Linked DNA regions of Anser cygnoides: region 2 is linked to region 1. Evidence: chromatin contacts called from public Hi-C data. All regions are on one chromosome and are shown on one strand. Each heading gives the region's core, a stretch centred on a gene start, on an enhancer-like site or on the middle of the called end of the contact. The rest is flanking DNA. Distances are from core to core; before and after follow the strand shown. Region 1 holds the start of ZRSR2 (zinc finger CCCH-type, RNA binding motif and serine/arginine rich 2). Region 2 holds the start of PIGA (phosphatidylinositol glycan anchor biosynthesis class A).

Evidence for each region. A called contact is a pair of places that touch in the nucleus more often than the background predicts.
Region 2: a Hi-C map of liver shows a contact between it and region 1, with 2.0 times the contacts expected there. The contact joins the promoter of PIGA here to the promoter of ZRSR2 in region 1. A contact is called at or near these places in 2 of 7 Hi-C or Micro-C datasets (both in liver).

Annotation. Positions count from the first base shown.
Region 1 is chr1:130,589,867-130,594,003 of Taihu_goose_T2T_genome, reverse strand. ZRSR2 (zinc finger CCCH-type, RNA binding motif and serine/arginine rich 2) reads left to right here and starts at 1,537. Exons shown (of 11, transcript XM_048066700.2): 1 at 1,537-1,672; 2 at 3,135-3,214; 3 at 3,302-3,398; 4 at 3,683-3,791; 5 at 4,135-4,137. The coding sequence starts at 1,626.
Region 2 is chr1:130,785,366-130,789,833 of Taihu_goose_T2T_genome, reverse strand. It overlaps PIGA (phosphatidylinositol glycan anchor biosynthesis class A), which reads right to left and starts at 2,137. Exons shown (of 5, transcript XM_013184011.3): 1 at 1,293-2,137; 2 at 577-709. The coding sequence starts at 1,992.

The DNA of each region.
Region 1 (4,137 bases), core at 288-2,787:
CCATAATGAAATGTACAATACTAATGAAAGAAATGAGTGAATTTCTCAATATCGACTTACAGACAATTTAAAGGAGAGTTGTTATGGTATTTACTCTGTTAAAGGGAGGATAAAAAGTTATAGTTGTAGCTCCTTAACAAAATCAGATTTATGAAACATTTGTGCTTTTTCACAACTTTCATGAATGTGTATAGTTCATCAGTTCTAAAATGCACAATACTGCCATCTTCTGTATCTAATGCAGCAAATTGTGTGTTTTACATATTTGTTCTGCACAAGCAAACAGTAAAAGTAATAGTGATGTCAACTCCATTTTAAAAGACAATCTATAATCTGAAACATGGTAAAGTACTAGTAGAAAGGTCATCATCTGAATATTCATTGATCAACTGGCAAACATAGCTGCTGACTATAGTAGTCACAATTGCTCTGAATAACTTCACTGAGGTCCAGAATAAATACGACAGTCATTATGCTATTGATGAACAGCACACTCAATTAGTCTGATTTTTACAAAGCCTGCTCGGGTACACTTCACTGCCAGCAGCTTGGACTATTTATGCAGTTTAACACCTCTAGGATATACAAAGTAAGCTCCTGCATTGGGGTTTATGCCAATAATTTAGGTATTAATCAATGATATACATTATTAATGACTACGTAAAACATGGCCAGATGAAGCCTACATATACTTTACCTTCAAATGCTGCCTTCTATAATGCTTGTTGCCAAACAACTGATTACTGACAACTTGCAAATTTTGGCCCATCTAATCTGTGCTGGTCTGCACATTGTAGCTCATATCTTGCCGTGAAATGTGTACATAATCATGAGAGATAGGATTCCTCAGACAGGATGATGAGAACGTATCGGTTTTGTCAGTTAAATTCACAAACATACCTGCTTGGCGTGCCCCAGCTACACAGCTCTGACTTCCCCCAGCTCTTTGGGAAGCCATTAGGCCACAGCAGCCATCTATCAGCCAAGAGATTTTTTTAAAAAAGGCTCTAAAAAAAGGATACCTAGTGGTGGGCATTGCCCACATCACCTTTCCAGGCGTATTTCACCAAGTAGCTGGTGCAACACAGGCAGGTAACTGGCAAGTTACCACAGCTGGGGACTGCCAGCACAGCACAACCCACTGTGCACGGAAAGAGCCCAGCCGCGATGCTGGGCACCACATGCAGCGCTTTACTCGGTTGGGTTGGGAAATTGGTGTGTGTATTACAGTGAAGGACTCAATTGTGACACGTATCGGGGAGGGACTGAGGGGAGTGCACCTTTTTACTTTTTAAACTTAAGGAAACTGGAATTTGCAGTGCTTCCTAAGGCGTTCCCCCTGAATAATAAATGTTTTTGAAGGGGAGGAGCAACGGCTGCACTCTCCATCCCGCTTTTTAGGGCGTGCAGGAACAGTTTCAGACTTGTTTTGTGAACTTTACAGACGTTATACTTCTAACAGCGTACGAATACCGGCGGAAGCAGCCGCACGAGGGACACAACCACCTCAGGCTGCCTTCCCCGCCCCCACTCCCTCCCCCGGCCGCCGCCATTCCCGGGGGCGCCGGAAGGGATTTGGCGCCCTTCCGCCGCGGGGTCACGTGACGTCCCGTCGGCCCCGCAAGATGGCGGCGCCCATGTTGCTGCCCGAGTCCCCCCTGGGGAAGCTGAGGTGAGGCCGGGCCGCGCCCCCCCCGCCGCCCCCGCCGCGAAGGGAGGAGGCTCCGGGGGGTGCCCCGGGGGGGCCGCGGCCCGATCCCGGTCCCGGCCGGGGCTCGGCGGTGCCGCCGTGCGGCGGGCCCGGCGCTGAGGCCGCCTCGCGGCCGGGCCCGGGAGTGGCGCATCTACGTGCCGCCATGGCCGCCCCGCCGCCGGGGCCCTGAGGGCCGGGGGGGGCCGAGAGGGTCGGGGGGGGCCGCCTCCGCCGGCAGGGAGCCCCCGGGCACCGGAGGGGCGCCGGGAGGTGGGGGGGTGCGGCTGTGCGGGGGGTGCTGCGCTGGCCCGGGGTTGAGCCCCACGCAGCAGGAGCTGAGAAGAGGCGGGCGCTGGGCGGGAGGGGTGCTCTGGTCAGTGCCGGGCATCAGCCGAGAGGGCGAGGTGGCTCCCGGGCGGTTGGCGTGACAGGAGGTGACGCCGGGCTTGTGTAGCCGAAGGCTGACCGGGCGGCGGGGCGTTGGTGATTGAGGGCAGGCGCTGCGCTCCCTGGTAACCACCGCGCTGCCGTCAGTGGCACGCGCCGTTGTGCGGGCGGCGGGGGCGTAAATAGCCACGAACTCAGAGATGGAGGTGAGTTTGGGGCTGTCTGAGGTACGCCTCTGGAGCCTTGTGAAATTGCACGTCCCGAAATGGCAGGATTTTGATCTGCTGACAACGCTCTGAGTGGCGGGATGGGAAGCGCTGAAGATCATCCCTGCTGTTCTGCTGCTGCGAACTGGCCAGAAACAGTGGAGCTAGAAGGAAAAACAAAAAGAAGGGTTTGGTGTGAAGGGATCATTAGATATTTGGAGGGATTTTAACCATAATGAAAACAAGATGCTGTTTCCGAACAGACTAGCAGAGCTATCAGACAAGTTTTCAGGCAAAACACGAGTGTGGCCAAGATTCAATGGTGGAAAAATGGACCTGAGAATTATCTGTGGTAACTGTTACGTGTGCTTTTCATAGCCATGCATTAAAACTGCTGTCTGTGGAGAATATCTAGATAGAAGTGTAGAGGCTTAAAATTTCATACCATGTAAAAAGAGAGGAAGACTAAAATATTCTGAAAGGGGTATCACAACTTCAGGCCAGGATACGCCCAATTTCTTCTCCCAGATCTTACCTAATAACCAAAGGTCAGACTCTAGGGGAGATTTCATGAAGTTGGTGATAATGCTAAGCCCTGCAGAGTTCAGGAAGGATGAGACTGTGTGTTGGTTCCCAGTGAGGTCGTTATTGCTGGCAACGTGCAGTTCTAACGGCATAGTTGCGGATTTCATTACCATGCCAGATATTCCTGTGGAGTTACTGTTTCATATGAATATTCATTAATTTTGCAGTTGTGAGATTTGGTGCTGCTGATGTAATTGAGTGTATGTATGACAGCAAAACTTAATTGTTTGGGTGTAGTAACGTAAATAATTTCTCATCTTCAGCCATCAAAAATACAGAGCTATTCTGAAAAAAGAAAAGCGGAAAAAAAAGCGGCAGGCACTTGCCAAACTGAGAGACTCTGGTAAGTGCGAAGAGTTTCATATGTTGTCTATTTTTGCTGACTGTGACATCTGATTATTTAGATGCATTGTTTTGTGTCTTTTCTCAGAAGCTACAGAAAAAGATGAATCAGTGTCAGAGGAGGAAGAGGAGGAACTGGAAGAAGAGGAAGAAGAAGAAGAGGAAAAAAAGCTCGAGGCAGAAAGGTGAAACAGCTAGAAACTAGTATATGCTTAGTAGATAGGTTTTTAGTCAATTACATTTTGACAATTTGAAAAGTCTCAATATATTTTATAAAACAGAATTCTTAATCTGTGTTTTATGCTACCCAGGATTTTTCTAATGCATGAATGACTTTCATGGGATTTTCTATTTTAAAGAGTATTAGATAAACTGTAGTTAATGCTGAACTAATAAATTTGAATTATATGCATATCAATTGCAGGAAGTCAGTAAAATTTGTCTAAGTGGCATCTGGTTTCATTGGTAGACAAAAACTGCATGAGCAGTGGTTGCTGAGAGAAGAAAAGGCCCAAGAAGAGTTCAAGCTTAAGAAAGAAAAAGAAGAGGCTGCAAGAAAACGTCAAGAAGAAGAAGAGGTGATGTATAAACTGAGTGTTATAGTTGTGCCTGGTAATAAGGAAAACTTAAATCTTCGTTTAATATCTTCTACTGTTCTGCAGTGTGTGCAACTTTGTTGATGTTGGTAAGTCTGAAAGTGTAAGCTCTGTAGTTTCTTTCATTCTAGATAGCAAAATTAAAAAGACAAAAATACTCTTTAAATGGATTCTTGTTCAGAGATTTAGTGGCTTATGACTGACTGAGACCTTTATGGTCAAGGAGTTACAATACAGCATGATAGTTTTGAATTTGACTGTAGTGATTATAAAGTATTTATTTGTTTCCTTAAATAACTTTTTAAAATCTTCTTTTATCGTAAAGAGA
Region 2 (4,468 bases), core at 888-3,387, 200 kb before region 1:
AACGACAAAAACTCAAAGAAATATACAGATGCATATGCATTATGGAAACATTTTGGTGACACAATAACACCAAGGAACACCTCTGTAGCACTACAAGGGCAGGTACTGGATAAGTCCTGCCCTGAAAAGTACCACATTGAAATAAAAAAGTTAAATGAAGCAAAGTAGAGAGTTGTCAACAAGAATGAAACTTCCAAAATTATTAGCAGTTATCCTTAAAAGCAGCAGTGACACAAACTAGCTAACACCTCATACCATATGGTAATCCAGGAGATGTGATTTGAACATTGCCATTTCAGAGAAACAATAAATCGATGTCTAATTCAGATTTTCTCTGACTCACATGAAAGTTCATATAGGGTCAACTTGCAGGATCATAGTCCAACTCTGCAAGGGCTCAGTCAGTGTTTGGTCTATCTGTTGTGCCTTCCTTCAATAGTTCTCATCTTCTCCAGCCTCAGGTTTTTGGGGCTTGTTTTTTTGGGGAGGAGAAGGAAGGCAGCAAGCAAGGTTGTTGTTGTTGTCTTTCCCACCATTAAAGTTCAGTGAAAGATCATAAACATGCATAGAACAAACCTGTCATGTAGCTGGTATCTTTCCCGGACTTCTTCCAATACAATTCGTTTTGGTCCTTCTCCTCCAACTAAGAAATGTAACTCTGGATACTTCTGACAGAGCTCAGGAATTATACCACTAAGCAAATCTATACCTAAGAGAACAGAATTTAGGACAAGCTGTTATTGTATTTGATGTTAGAAGTTATCATGATGTAGCCTACTGTGTTAGCGCTACTCAGGATGGGAAAAGCCTCTTGCGCAGTTGTACTGCTGAACACAAAACTCTTAAAAAGAAAAAAGAAAGCAAACAAAACAAACAAACAAAAAACCACAACAATATGTGATCTATTAGGAGACAAATATGATGAACAATGACTTAAATTGATGTTGCTTGATTAAAAAAAAAACAGTTGAATCATTTTTAATAGAATACATAGATCAGGGCCTAGACCATACCTTCCATTTAAGCCAAACCTTTCACTTCATAAACTCCAGCACCTGCAATGCTGGAAGAAAAACAGACCTCTAAATCCAACACGTGCAAATTAAAGTGTGGATTCCTTCTTCTTGCATGCAGAGACACAAAAGCCCAACATTGTCAGCTCACGAAGCAGTGAAACTCCCACTTCAATCCACGCCATAAATCCCATGTTCCTGGTAACTCTCCAAGACCTTTCTTACCATAGTCTATAGAACGCGATAACGAGGACAGGCTTGTGTTTTAGCCCCCATTACCTTTTCTGTAAACAAGCCTGCTGACCACGACGATCGTTATGGTCCTGTCATCCCTTCTGGAGGGGTCTGGGGTGAAGTCGGTGGGATCCACGGCGTTGGGGATGACGGATACGATCCGCGGGTCCAGGGCCGCTCGCAGCACCGTGTTCTCCTTGCTGGTGTAGGAGACGCAGATGATGTGGTTGGTATCGCAGAGGGACACGGTCAGCAGCTTGTTGGTGAGCACCGAGCTGACGTCGGCGAAGCCGAAGAGCGAGTGGTCGGTGAACACCGTCCGCAGCCCCATGGTCTTGGCGTGGAAGAGCGCGTCGTGCGCCATGGCCGAGAAGGAGCTGTGCGCGTGGACGACGGTCACCCTCTCCCGCACGAAGATGCACCGGAGCAGGGGCAGGCTGTGGAAGAGGGTGGTCGCCGTCGACTGGTTGTACATCACCCGGAGCGGCAGGTAGTACACCTTCAGCCCGTTGGTCAGGTACCGCACGCCCCGCCGGCCGCCGTACGCGTGGGTGACCACCAGCACCTTGTGGCCCCGCTCGATCAGGCACTGCGACAGCTGGTAGATGTGGCTCTCCACGCCCCCCATGTTGGGGTAGAAGAAGTCCGACACCATGCACACGCTCTGCGCCGGGACCCCCCCCGCCGCCCGCCCCCCGCCCGCCATTTCGGGCCCGCTGCTGCCCGGGGAGCGCCGAGGCGCCATCACGGACCGACGCCCGCCGCCGCCCCATCGGGCCCGCCAGGCCCGGCCATGCCTGGCGCGGGCCCTTTAAGAGGGCGGCACCCTTGAACAAGGGAGGGGAGGGGGAGCGTGCGCGCGCGCCCGCACCGGCCGCCCACCGGGGCTCCCCGGGCGCTCCCCGCCGCCCTCCACGTTTCCGGGTACGGCCGCTGTCGCCACGGTAACCGCGCGGCCGGCCCGCCCCTCCGGCCCGCCGCGGCCAATCGCCGCCCGGAGCCAGGTCACGCGGGAAAAGGAGCGGCCAATCGGAGCGGCCGCGGGGCGGCGGGAGGGAGAAAGGGAGGGAGGCGGGGCGGGCGCAACGGTCGCTCGGCGGCCGTTGGGCGGAGTTGGCGGGGTTTCCCCTCCTCTTTCCGTCTCGTCGGCCAGTGGCCTTAGTTGTTGTTGGGAGAGGTTGTGCACGAAACAGGAATTTATTTATTATAAAATAAATAATAAAGTAAAATTATTTATTATAAAATAAATAATAACAATAAAAAATATGACAATAATAAATAATAATAATAAAACTGATTTACTTTTGTTTTTTTTTCAGTCACAGTGGGGTCTCGCGAAATAAAAAATAATAATAGTAAAGTTAATAAATAATAATAAGTCTCCTCATTTTCTTTTGGGTCTTGTCAGTCACAGTAGGAGCTCACAAAACATTCTCAAGCCTCTTGCTGCAAGTTTTGTTTCTCTGTAACTGAAAATAAAACCCACCATTTTTACAAACAATCCGGGAGTTTGAGAAAAGCAGCAGAGTAGTGTGAGATGTGCTCTGTCACCGGGAGCTGGCATCGCTCGGCTGTGCCTTTCTGGTCTTCTCAACGAGCTTTGAAATCAGCAGTTCCCACCTCCAACACTGGCTTGTCCACCGCTAGCTGCCAAGAACTGACGTTATCACACCAAGCTTCGGTTGTTCATGTCTTTCCTGTATGCTCCTACAATCATGTTTGGCAGCTGCTTCTCCTTGCCAACATTTCTGGTGTGAATTTTGTCGGATTCTGTTCTATCATCACTCCTATGCAAATATCCTACGCATGAGTGGTGGTATGAGCTGACCAAGGCATCAGTGCTGGTTGGATTCCAGGTTGGGTTAAAGCCTGGACAAAGATCAGAGGTGCCGATCCCAAGAAAGAATGGGGAAGGAATCAGGCACTTTATTCTGGGACTGAAAGAGCTGAAAGACGTTATTGTGCTGAATAAGAAAATTGTTGCCCATTGCCGTGTTCTGCCACGTTGAGAAAGGTGAGACGGGTATTGGTACATCTGACCCTGTCATCAAGTGCTCCTCCTGGGTGGAACGCCTGGTAAGAACCTGAATTTCGTGATACCATGCTGTGAAAGAAGAGCCAGAGGACCAGGGGTCCATCGGGATCCTAGTTCTCAGCAGAACCTGGAGCCTGGATGTAAAACAGTTGCCTTAAATTAAATCTAGGAAAACACAAAGTAGTGCCAGGAAAAGGAGAAAAGTACTTGGAGGTACTCAGCTGCGGCACCCTGGGAGGTGATCCCTGGTAAATTATGGTAGTAACCTGCTTCAGGGTCAGGCTGCCCCAAAGAATCAAGCTGTAGTACTCACTGCAACTCTAGCTGTCTAAAGAAAAAACTTTTTTTTTTTAAACTATCTGGAAAATTACTTTTTTTTTTCCTTTTTTCTTTTTAGACTAGCTATTGCTAATAACAAACTCCTTGAATGCTCTGTCGAGAAACTGTCGTTCTTGGTATGCAAACTTAGAAGATGAAATGGAATTGGTGTACAACACAGCAGCCTCTCATCAAAAAAAGAAGTAAAGTTTGACATGGCCCATAAGCCAATATTAACCCCTGTGCAAATCCAAAATACTCTCAGTGACCTACAAAACCTTCCACAGGATACACCCACTTCATCTCAGAAACCTCCCCTTATGCCATGGGACGGCTATGATTTTTTTTGGCCCTCTACTTATCTGAACTTTGGAGAGGATTCAGTGCTTTCTCAGCAGCTGGCCGTAGGCTCTGGAATGTCTTTCTGAGGGAGGTCAGGAAAAGTATTACAGTGAAGCTTTCCTGCCTTTGATCTTGCATGTTAACTTTGATGTTCGGACATCCATGTTCTATGTTAAAGATGTCTAGTTATGTTTAGTGTCATATCGTCAGTCCAATTCTGTCACCCTGTACCAGAAAGCTCCTCCCCTTGTCATATTCAAACTATCCTGAAAATTTTGTCTACCTGTGAGCCTGGAAAAACCTGTAATGGAAAGGAAAGACATCTTTGCTACTGCAAAGTTGGCAAAGATACTGCTAAATTTTCTATCCACAACTGTTTCATGAGCTTGGGGTACCACATGCTTTTCCCTGGCTGGGTTACTGTGTTGTATATTCATAAAATTGTCATTAATCTTGGGCATATTCAGAATCGGTCCTGCCCTGATCTGAGGTTGAGCTGCTATGAAGGGACCAGCAGCTGAAGAGG